2 separate regions of the Pan troglodytes genome follow, and region 1 is linked to region 2. Evidence: chromatin contacts called from public capture Hi-C data. All regions are on one chromosome and are shown on one strand. Each heading gives the region's core, a stretch centred on a gene start, on an enhancer-like site or on the middle of the called end of the contact. The rest is flanking DNA. Distances are from core to core; before and after follow the strand shown. Region 1 overlaps HPS4 (HPS4 biogenesis of lysosomal organelles complex 3 subunit 2). Region 2 has its middle 34 kb from the start of ASPHD2.

Region 1 (4,567 bases), core at 65-2,564, 67 kb before region 2:
GGCCTCAGGTCATTTTGCCTTCCTACATGTGCCTGTTCCAGATGGCAGGGCTCCTTACTGCAAGGCATCTCTCAGCGCCTCCAGCAGCCTGGAACCCACGCCTCCTGAGGACACAGCCGTCAGCAGCCTGCGCCCTCCCTCTGCTCCTGAGATGCTGACCCAGCATGGAGCCCAAGAGCAGCTCGAAGACCATCCTGGCCATAGCAGCCAAGCCACCATTCCCAGAGCAGACCCTCTCCCCAGAAGGACCCGCAGGCCCTTGTTATTGCCTCGCTTAGATCCAGGGCAGAGAGGAAACAAGCTTCCCACGGGGGAACAAGGCCTGGATGAGGATGTTGATGGGGTCTGTGAAAGCCACGCAGCCCCTGGTCTGGAATGCAGTTCAGGCTCAGCAAACTGTCAGGGTGCTGGCCCCTCTGCAGATGGAATCAGCTCCAGGCTGACACCAGCAGAGTCCTGCATGGGGCTCGTGAGGATGAATCTCTACACTCACTGCGTCAAAGGGCTGGTGCTGTCCCTGCTGGCTGAGGAGCCGCTACTGGGAGACAGCGCAGCCATAGAGGAAGTGGTGAGTGTCCTCAGACCTTCTCCTGCCCCTCTGCGGCCTCTGCCGATCTCCTGTGCTTCCCTCACAGCACTGTGCCAACACCCAGGGAAGAGATAAAGGCTCAGCCCTCAGTTGTGTGACCCTGGGCAAGACGTTCTTGTTTAGACGATGGAGGTATTACCTGCCTCTGTGGGTTTTTGTAGGGGGTAAGAGTGAGTCAAGCGCATAGCACTGGTGGTGCATTGGCATCCAACAAGTGTTGGTTCTCTTCTTCCGCTGTTTCTAGTTTTGCAGAGCGCAGGCCTTGGAGAAAGGGAAGGCCTGAGATGGAATCCTGGCCCTTGTCCTCTAGCTGTGTGAACTTGCCCACAGACCTTTGTCCCCTTGAGCCTCGGCTAACTCCTCAGTCACGTAGGGATGGTGGTAGACCTTCCTGTTCCAGATGCAGTGAGATAATGCAGGCAGAGACTGCACGCATACGTGCACAGTCACTGTTGTGCTGCCCCTGCTCATGGCCTCATTTCCTAGCCTGGACAGCTCTAGGTTCCGTGTCAGCTGGAAACTCCTCTGCAGTGTGTCACAGCCTGGGTTGGGAGTTCCCTGGAAACCCAGTGTTTCCCTCCATAGCCCCAGCATCGTACCTGATCTGAAGCTCCTTCCTAGAAGGCTGGGACGTCTGAAATCCTGCCTGGCTCTGGAGGGCTCTTAAACTATTGCAGCCCCTTCCCTGCTTAGAGGCTTAGAGTGGTAAACTGACCTTCCCTGGGGCCCACGCTGGAGATTCGTTGCTATAGTAACAGCCTTGCTTTAGTAGGCAGGGAAAGTGGTAGCAGTAAGAACAGCAGGTTGAAATTGCTGCAGGGCAAATGGTGTCTTGGGGCTTTCCTTGTTTTTATTCTTACATGTGTATTATTCTAAGCTGATCTTACTATCATGCAGGGCTTGTGACCCTCCATAAATGAGCTAGTCACCTTGAAATACAGAAGAAGAGATAAGACTGCACAGCACCTTCCTTGCACAGAGCTCCTAGCAAGAGAATGCTCTCTGGAGCTGTCAGGCTTCTCTGTCCCCTTTCCACAGATGCTGGGTCACTGAGTTACGGCTCATTTGCTTCCTGTATCCCCATTGACCATAGCTAGGAGTGACTATCCATCTCCTTCTTATAACAGTGCAGGGAGTTGTGGCTGCAGTGTTAAACGCCTCATCTCCCTGCCGATGCCTTGGTTTTCATGATCTATTCTGCACAGTGTCGAGCCTTAGAAATGTCATTTTGAAGGGCCCAGTGTTTGAATGCAATAAAGTGGATATAATACCTCTCTTTTTACCTTCCCCCACAAAAAGGAAAAAATAGCCCGGGCTGCTCTTTGAGATGTATTCTGCACCAACTATATGTGAAATACTTCGCATCTCTTGTTTTAGCCAAGCCTTAGTACAGTTCTGGGAAGGAGGCATTGTAACTCCCATTTTACCAGTAAGAAAACAGCCTCATTGAGATGAAAAGACTTCCTGCAAGTGGCAGGTCCAGAATTCTTGCTTGTTTCTGGTTCCCCACCCCAGCCTCTCTGTCCCCCCACTGCCCTGCCCTTGCAGTGATAGCTGGGAAGCTGAAGAAAGGGGGTCAGTGTCCTGCCTTCTGTGGCTCGTGCTCTATGGCCATATCCCCTGGTTTGTCAAGGTCTATCCATGCTGTTACGACATCAGCCTCCATGGGTTTCTGTGGAAAGCAGGGTTTGATGCTGGCTAGGCCCCGGGAAATAGACTGCAGTTTTATGGAAGAGAAAAAGCTAATCTTTTCTTTTCTTTTTTTTTTTTTTTTTTTTTTTTTGAGATGGAGTTTCGCTCTTGTTGCCCAGGCTGGAGTGCAATGCTGTGATCTGAGCTCACTGCAACCTCCGCCTCCCCGGTTCAAGCGGTTCTCCTACCTCAACCTCCTGAGTAGCTGGGATTACAGGCATGTGCCACCAGGCCCGGCTAATTTTGTATTTTTAGTAGAGACGGGGTTTCTCCATGTTGGTCAGGCTGGTCTCGAACTCCTGACCTCAGGTAATCTGCCCGCCTCGGCCTCCCAAAGTGCTGGGATTACAGGCATGATTGCACCCATCCCTGAAAAGCTAATCTTTTCTAGTACGGAGTGACTAACTTTGATCAGCCCACTGGTTTGAGAGTGGGTTTGTTAATCAGACCCAAAGGATTTCTGTTTTATAATCGGGAAGAGGTGTTTGATTGCCTTTGTGTCCCAGACTAGCCTTGAAAATACTTTATCTGATTTCCCTGCAGCCCCTCTGCTACTGTCTAGAAAAACCAAATACCCCCAGTTATGGTGAGCACACCCCTTTTGCAAGGGCTCCTTAATGATGTTACATACTGCCAAGCTGCCCTTGTGTCATTTGGCTGTCTTGTCTTTGGGTGGATCAGCTTCCACAGGGAGTGGGGGTAGGGTGAGGGGCAGCAGGGGTTGGGATGGTGGAAGGAGCCGTGGGTGGAGCAGCCAGGAGGGTTGGGATTGGGGCTGGAATTCCCTCAGAGGGAGCGGAATAGGCTCACACCAGGGGGCAGCATAGAGCCGCTGATAGTCCATTACTCAAACCCCAAGATAATCTCATTGACCTTCAAACAGTGATCAGATTAATTATTTATCACTACAATAGGACATGGAGCTTCTGTGTACAGTACATGAGGCTTGAAGTTAGTGTGAGAGTGTTGCCATAAAACATTTTATGAAAAAACACCTTCCCCCAACTGGGAAACCGGTATCTCTAAGTGAATGTGTGTTCCATGCATTGCTCCTGCTGCACGCTGTGTCACACACTGACATTTGTGCCACTTGCTTTCGTGTGCACTAGAAGTCAGAGAACCCGGGAATTAGCCTCAGCTCTGTGTTGCCTAGGGCTGTTGTGAGGATCACATTATGTAGCAGTATATATCGGTGGCTGGCAAACGTTTTATGTAAAGGACCAGAAAGCAAATATTTTCAGCTTTGCACAGCTTTTCAGCTCTGCTGTTGTAGTACAAAAACAGCCATAGACAGTATATAAATGGTATGACTGTATTCCAGTAATTATTTATGGACATGGAATTGGAACTTCATATAATTTGCACATGTTACAATATTATTCTTTTGACTTTTTTCCCCAACCAAGTAAAAAAATATAAAAACCATTCTTAGGTCTCAGGCTGTACAAAGATAGGCAACAGGCTGGATTTAGTTTATAGGCTAGAGTTTGCTGACCCCTGGTATGTATGAAAGCACTTGGTTATCAGTGAAAATTATCCACATGTCATCTGACATAGCATCTTGTGATTAACTGTGTTTTTATGGTTAAGTGATCCTATCTTGAGTGCAAGTTAGGCAGAAGATTTTGGAAGCAAAGCTCTGTGCCTGTGGGGAAACAGTTTTTGGCATGGCTCACTCTCTGTTCTTAGTGTTTCTTCCTCTGGACACCAGCTCAGCATGGAAGGGATGACTGTTAGCAGGTTCTTGAGGTCCAAAAACTTTCAGTGAGGCTGTGGTTTGACTTCAGGTGAATGCTTATGTGTGCCCGTGCGCGTGTCGGCACATGCACACACATCTGTTCAAATAAGAGGCTCAGTGTTAAACGCAGTGTTGGTCAGGCTCTCTCAGTGATCTGAACATGAGATATTATGATTGTCTTTCCTGAGCACATACCTTTTTACATAGCTCTGCACCCTTGGTTTAAACCAAATAGCTCATAAATTGGCAGTGCTTGGCATTGGATGTGTTCATTTATTCATTCATTTAGTGGATTCATTTATTGAGCACCTACTAGGAGTCAGACACTCTACTAAGCATTGAGGATACAAAACTGAGCGCATAGAAAATAACTTCGTATGTCACACCTATTGACTTGAAATATCATTTCTGAGACTTTCATACAGGAAAACTGATTTAACACCAATATACTCCCAAAATAACATGTAAGCTTCATGACATTTACTTCAGAAGCATTCTGTTTGCATCTCTGTACTTTTTATATGCACTTATTTTTCTTACATAGCTGT
Region 2 (4,537 bases), core at 174-2,673:
GTTTCAAAAATCCCAGGGCCCTTAAGAATTATGCAAAATCCACTACTCTGCCTGTGCATGTGTAACAGCACATCTGTCTATGGTATAGTTTACTACATATTTTAAACCCACTTTTGAGACCTACTGCTCAGAAAAAGATTCTGTTCAAAATATTATTACTCATTGACAATGCACCTGGTCAGCCATGGGCTTTGATGGAGATGTACAAGAAGATTACTGTTGTTTTCCTGCCTACTAACATAAAATCCATTCTACAGCCCATGGATGAAGGAGTAATTTTAACTTTTAAGTCTTGTTTAAGAAATACATCTTCTAAGGCTATAGCCGCCACAACCCTTCCTCCCTTTGCCCCTCCCACCTTTTCTCCCTTTTGGAGTCCCCAGTGTTCATTATTTTTATCTTTATGTCCATGAGTACCCATTGTTTAGCTCCCACCGATAAGCGAGAATGTTTGGTATTTGATTTTCTCCTTTTGAGTCATTTCACTTAGAATAATGGCCTGAGTTCCATCTATGTTGCTGCAAGACATGAGTTTATTCTTTGTAATGGCTGCATAGTATTCCATGGGGCATATGTATCAATTTTTTTTTTTAATCCCATCATCTACTGATAGACACTTGGGTTGATTCCACGACTTGCTATTGTGGATAGTATCGTGATAAATGCATGAATGCAGGTGTCTTTCTGATGCAATAATTTCTTTTTCTTTGGGTAGGCGCCCAGTAGTAGGATTTCTGAGACCCAGGGTTTTCTGCTTGTCCACCCCATCATTCTTCGTGTATTGCTTTTGTCTTCAAGCTGATCACTTCCATTGTGAGATGGCCGTGGAAGTTATGTCACATCATGATGGGGTTCAGGGTAGGAAGACAGGGGCCTGGGGCTGGAGCTGTTTCAATTGTGTCTGCCCTCTTTTATCAGGAAAGCGAATACTTTCTGAGAACAGGCCCTCTACCCCAAGCCAATTTCTGCTGAGGCTCATTGGCCAAAAGGAGTCAAGAGGATCAACCCTAGCAGCAGGGGAGGCTGAAAAAAATGAGTGACAGGATTATCCTAAGTAAAACCAACCATGATGCATTTTCTGTGGCCGGGTTCATAGTTGCTCCGAACAAGATTGGGATTCTGTTAGCAAAGGGAAAGGAAACAGATACGGCTAGGTACTTTTGAGTGTCTGCCCCAACATTCTATGACAGTTAGTATAACTTTTTCTCTTTCTTTTGCATGGGGAGGTAGGAACCCCCTCTTGGAGAGTCCCACAATGAGGCAGGAGGAAATCTATCCCCTCCAGGGTCCCTCACCCCACTAAGGGGCTAATCACAGATGGAGTTGAGATTCAAACCCAAAGTTCCAGCTCTTAGCCACTGCCTAATCCATCCCTAACACCTCCCGGGATATGAGCCAAATAAGGCCGGGCTCCTGCATCCAGGGCATCCCCAGGCTGAAAGAGCCCTGCTTTGTTCTGAGCACCCTGGGAGGAAGTAGCTCTGCTCTCTGAAGGTTGGCCTTTAGTGATTTCTACCCTGGCATTCACGGGGTAGCCAGACCTCCTGGGTGCCGTTCCCTTATGTACCAGCTGTGTGAACCTGGGTAAGTGACTTCGCCTATTTGCACTTCAGACACTGCATCTGTAAAAGAAGACGGCTAATTTCTTTACCCACAAAAGTAAATGAGATATTAAAGTGCATCGAATAGCTAGGAAATCTAAAAAGTATTATAGAATTTAAAAGGTGTATTTAAAATGTAAAAAACAGCCAGGTGTGGTGGGTCACACTTGTAATCCCAACACTGTGGGAGGCTGAGGTGGGAGGATGGTGTAAGTGCAGGAGTGTGAGGTTGCAGTGAGCTTGTGACTATACCGTTGCTCTCCAACCTGGACGACAGAGCCAGACTGTGTCTCTAAAATAAAAACATATATAAAATAAAATACAAAAAGCAAAACAAGCCGGGTGTGGTGGCTCATGCCTGTAATCCCAGCACTTTGGGAGGCCGAGACAGGTGGATCACCTGAGATCAGGAGTTCGAGATCATCCTGGCCAACATGGTGAAACCCCGTCTCTACTAAAAATGCAAAAATTAGCTGGGTGTGGTGGCGGGTGCCTGGAATCCCAGCTGCTCCAGAGGCAGAGGCAAGAGAATTGCTTGAACCCAGGAGGCGGAGGTTGCAGTGAGCCGAGATCACACCACTGCAGTCCAACCTGGGTGACAGAGCAAGACTCTGTCTCAAAAAAGAAAAAACTAACAAACAATAACAAACAAACAAAAAAACAAAAACAAACAAAAAATAATTAGCTAGCAGTCAACAAATGCCAGCAATTATTATTATTGTCGTTACTGTGTTATCCTGACAGGGATCTCTTTGGTCACTTTTTTGGGGTCCTTTCTCTCTCCTGGCCCAGGTCTCTCTACCTTGTTTTGTTTGTCTGAAGTACATCTACTAGTGAGGTAGGTTCTGATCTCAGGAGAAGCTCTTTCTCTTCACTATTATTCTAAACTTGGAGGACAGCCAGGCCTGGGAAACAGGATCTGGGTTTCTGAGGCATCTGGGGCATGGAGTGACCTTTCCATCTTTTTTCTTTCCTTTGTTTGTCCTTCCTCGGAATCCCCATTCTTTTACTGACTGAGTGACAAGCCCATGAATGATCAGCTGAGCTCTGGCCCTGCCAGCTGTCCCAGGTTCACTGAATAGGCTTCTCCCTATGGGGCCTGTCAGAAGCCTAGCCCTCTGTCTGCTTTTTCCTTTCTTTCTTTTCAATTTTTTTTTTTTTTTTTTTTTTTTGAGATGGAGTCTCGCTGTCTCACCCAGGCTGGAGTGCAATGGCATGGTGTCGGCTCACTGCGACCTCCATCTCACAGTTTCAAGCAGTTCTCCTGCCTCAGCCTCCTGAGTAGCTGGGACTACAGGTGCCCACCACCACATCTGGCTAATTTTTGTATTTTTAGTAGAGATGGGGTTTCACCATATTGGCTATGCTGGTCTCGAATTCCTGACATCAGGTAGTCCTCCCGCCTCAGACTCCCAAAGTGCTGGGATTACAGGCGTGAACCACCACGCCCAGCCCTTTTTCAAGTTTTTTGAAACAGTGTCTCACTCTATTGCCCAGGCTGGAGTGCAGTGGTGCAGCCATAGCTCACTGCAGCCTCGACCTCCTGGGCTCAAGCGATCCTCCTGCCTCAACCTCTCGAGCAGCTGGAAGTACAGGTGCATAACACCATGGCTGGTTAGCAGCCCTCAGTTTTCCAATGGGAAAAAATTGGACCCCTAATGGAAAGGGGCAGCCCGACATGCACCTAGAATGCTTCCCTGACAAGCCTCCCCCGCTTCTCTGTGTGTTGTGCATCCTCCATGAAGGTAAAGGGTGAGCGTGGAGCCCCCAAATCCTCCTCCTTGGAAACTACTCAAACTATTGGAGTCCGCATGTGGCCATCAGAAGGAGTGTCACACATGAGGTCCACTCTCGTCTCTCCCCTACTTCCCTGGGTTGAGGTCTGCCCCTGCGGCCTCTTCAGCCCCTCCCACTATGTGACGCCCCTCTCGCCAGCCTCCAGCCACACTGGTTGTCCCTCAGAGGTGCCAAGCACCTGTTGTCCTCCCTCCACATCCTCGATCTGCCCTGAAAACTTTCTCTGACGTTCCTTTACTGCTCCACTCTTGCTTTAGGTCTCAATACCAATCACTTCCTTGACCATTCACCCCCAATCACAAGTCCCCCTGGTGCACCCCTGTATCTTTCATTCTTGGCACATTTCCTAGCTTGTGCTCATATGTTTATTTGTGTAGGTAATTGATTAGCGTCTGTCTTCCCAGTAGATTATAAGATCTAAATGAGTAAGGACCATGTTTTATTCTCTGCTATAGCCTCAGATCCTTGTGCACGGCCGGCCACAGCATACTACTACATGCTACATACTACATGCTACATGCCACATGCTACAGTCAGTCATGCTGCTGTCTGCTACAGTCACGTATACTTAACCAGAGGACACTACAGTGCTACTACAAGTCATGTGTCACTTAAAGACAGAGGTATGATCTGAGAAATGTATCATTAGGCAATTTCAATCATTGTGTGAACATAATAGAGTGTATTTACATAAACCTAGCTGCTATAGGACACTATACAACTAAGCTATATGGCATAGCCTATTGCTCCTAGGCTACAAACCTGTACAGCATGTTACTATACTGCATACTCTAGGCAATTGTAACATAATGGTAAATCTTTCTGTGTCTAAACATAGAAAAGGTACAGTAAAAATAAAGCATTATAATCTTATGGTACCACTGTCATATATGTGGTCCATCATTGACTAAAACATTGTTACATGGTTCATGACTGTATATATAGGTGCATGTATATATACCTAACATATATATATACATACACACACACACACACACACACACACACACACACACACACACACATACATATAAAAACTTCTAGCTGGCCCGGTGTGGTGGCTCGCACCTGTAATCCCAGCATTTTGGGAGGCCAAGGCGGGCAGATCACCTGAGGTCAGGAGTTTGAGACCAGCCTGA

What was found. Capture Hi-C pulls out chosen DNA fragments and counts their contacts.
Region 1: a capture Hi-C map of stem cell-derived neural stem cells shows a contact between it and region 2, with 2.7 times the contacts expected there. The contact joins two enhancer-like sites. A contact is called at or near these places in 5 of 7 Hi-C or Micro-C datasets (blood, induced pluripotent stem cells, a lymphoblastoid cell line and 1 more) and 1 of 1 other capture datasets (stem cell-derived neural stem cells).

What each region holds. Positions count from the first base shown.
Region 1 is chr23:28,624,873-28,629,439 of NHGRI_mPanTro3-v2.0_pri, reverse strand. HPS4 (HPS4 biogenesis of lysosomal organelles complex 3 subunit 2) reads left to right here. Exons shown (of 16, transcript XR_008541687.2): 12 at 1-568. Among named protein-coding and RNA genes, the nearest start is that of SRRD, 22 kb to the left of the region's middle. Within about 2 kb of position 1,314, at least 7 of the 24 cell types and tissues checked have an H3K27ac peak or open chromatin away from gene starts, as enhancers often do. A contact at or near this core is called in stem cell-derived neural stem cells, where this site is marked.
Region 2 is chr23:28,558,032-28,562,568 of NHGRI_mPanTro3-v2.0_pri, reverse strand. No RefSeq gene overlaps it. Among named protein-coding and RNA genes, the nearest start is that of ASPHD2, 34 kb to the left of the region's middle. Within about 2 kb of position 1,423, at least 2 of the 24 cell types and tissues checked have an H3K27ac peak or open chromatin away from gene starts, as enhancers often do. A contact at or near this core is called in stem cell-derived neural stem cells, where this site is marked.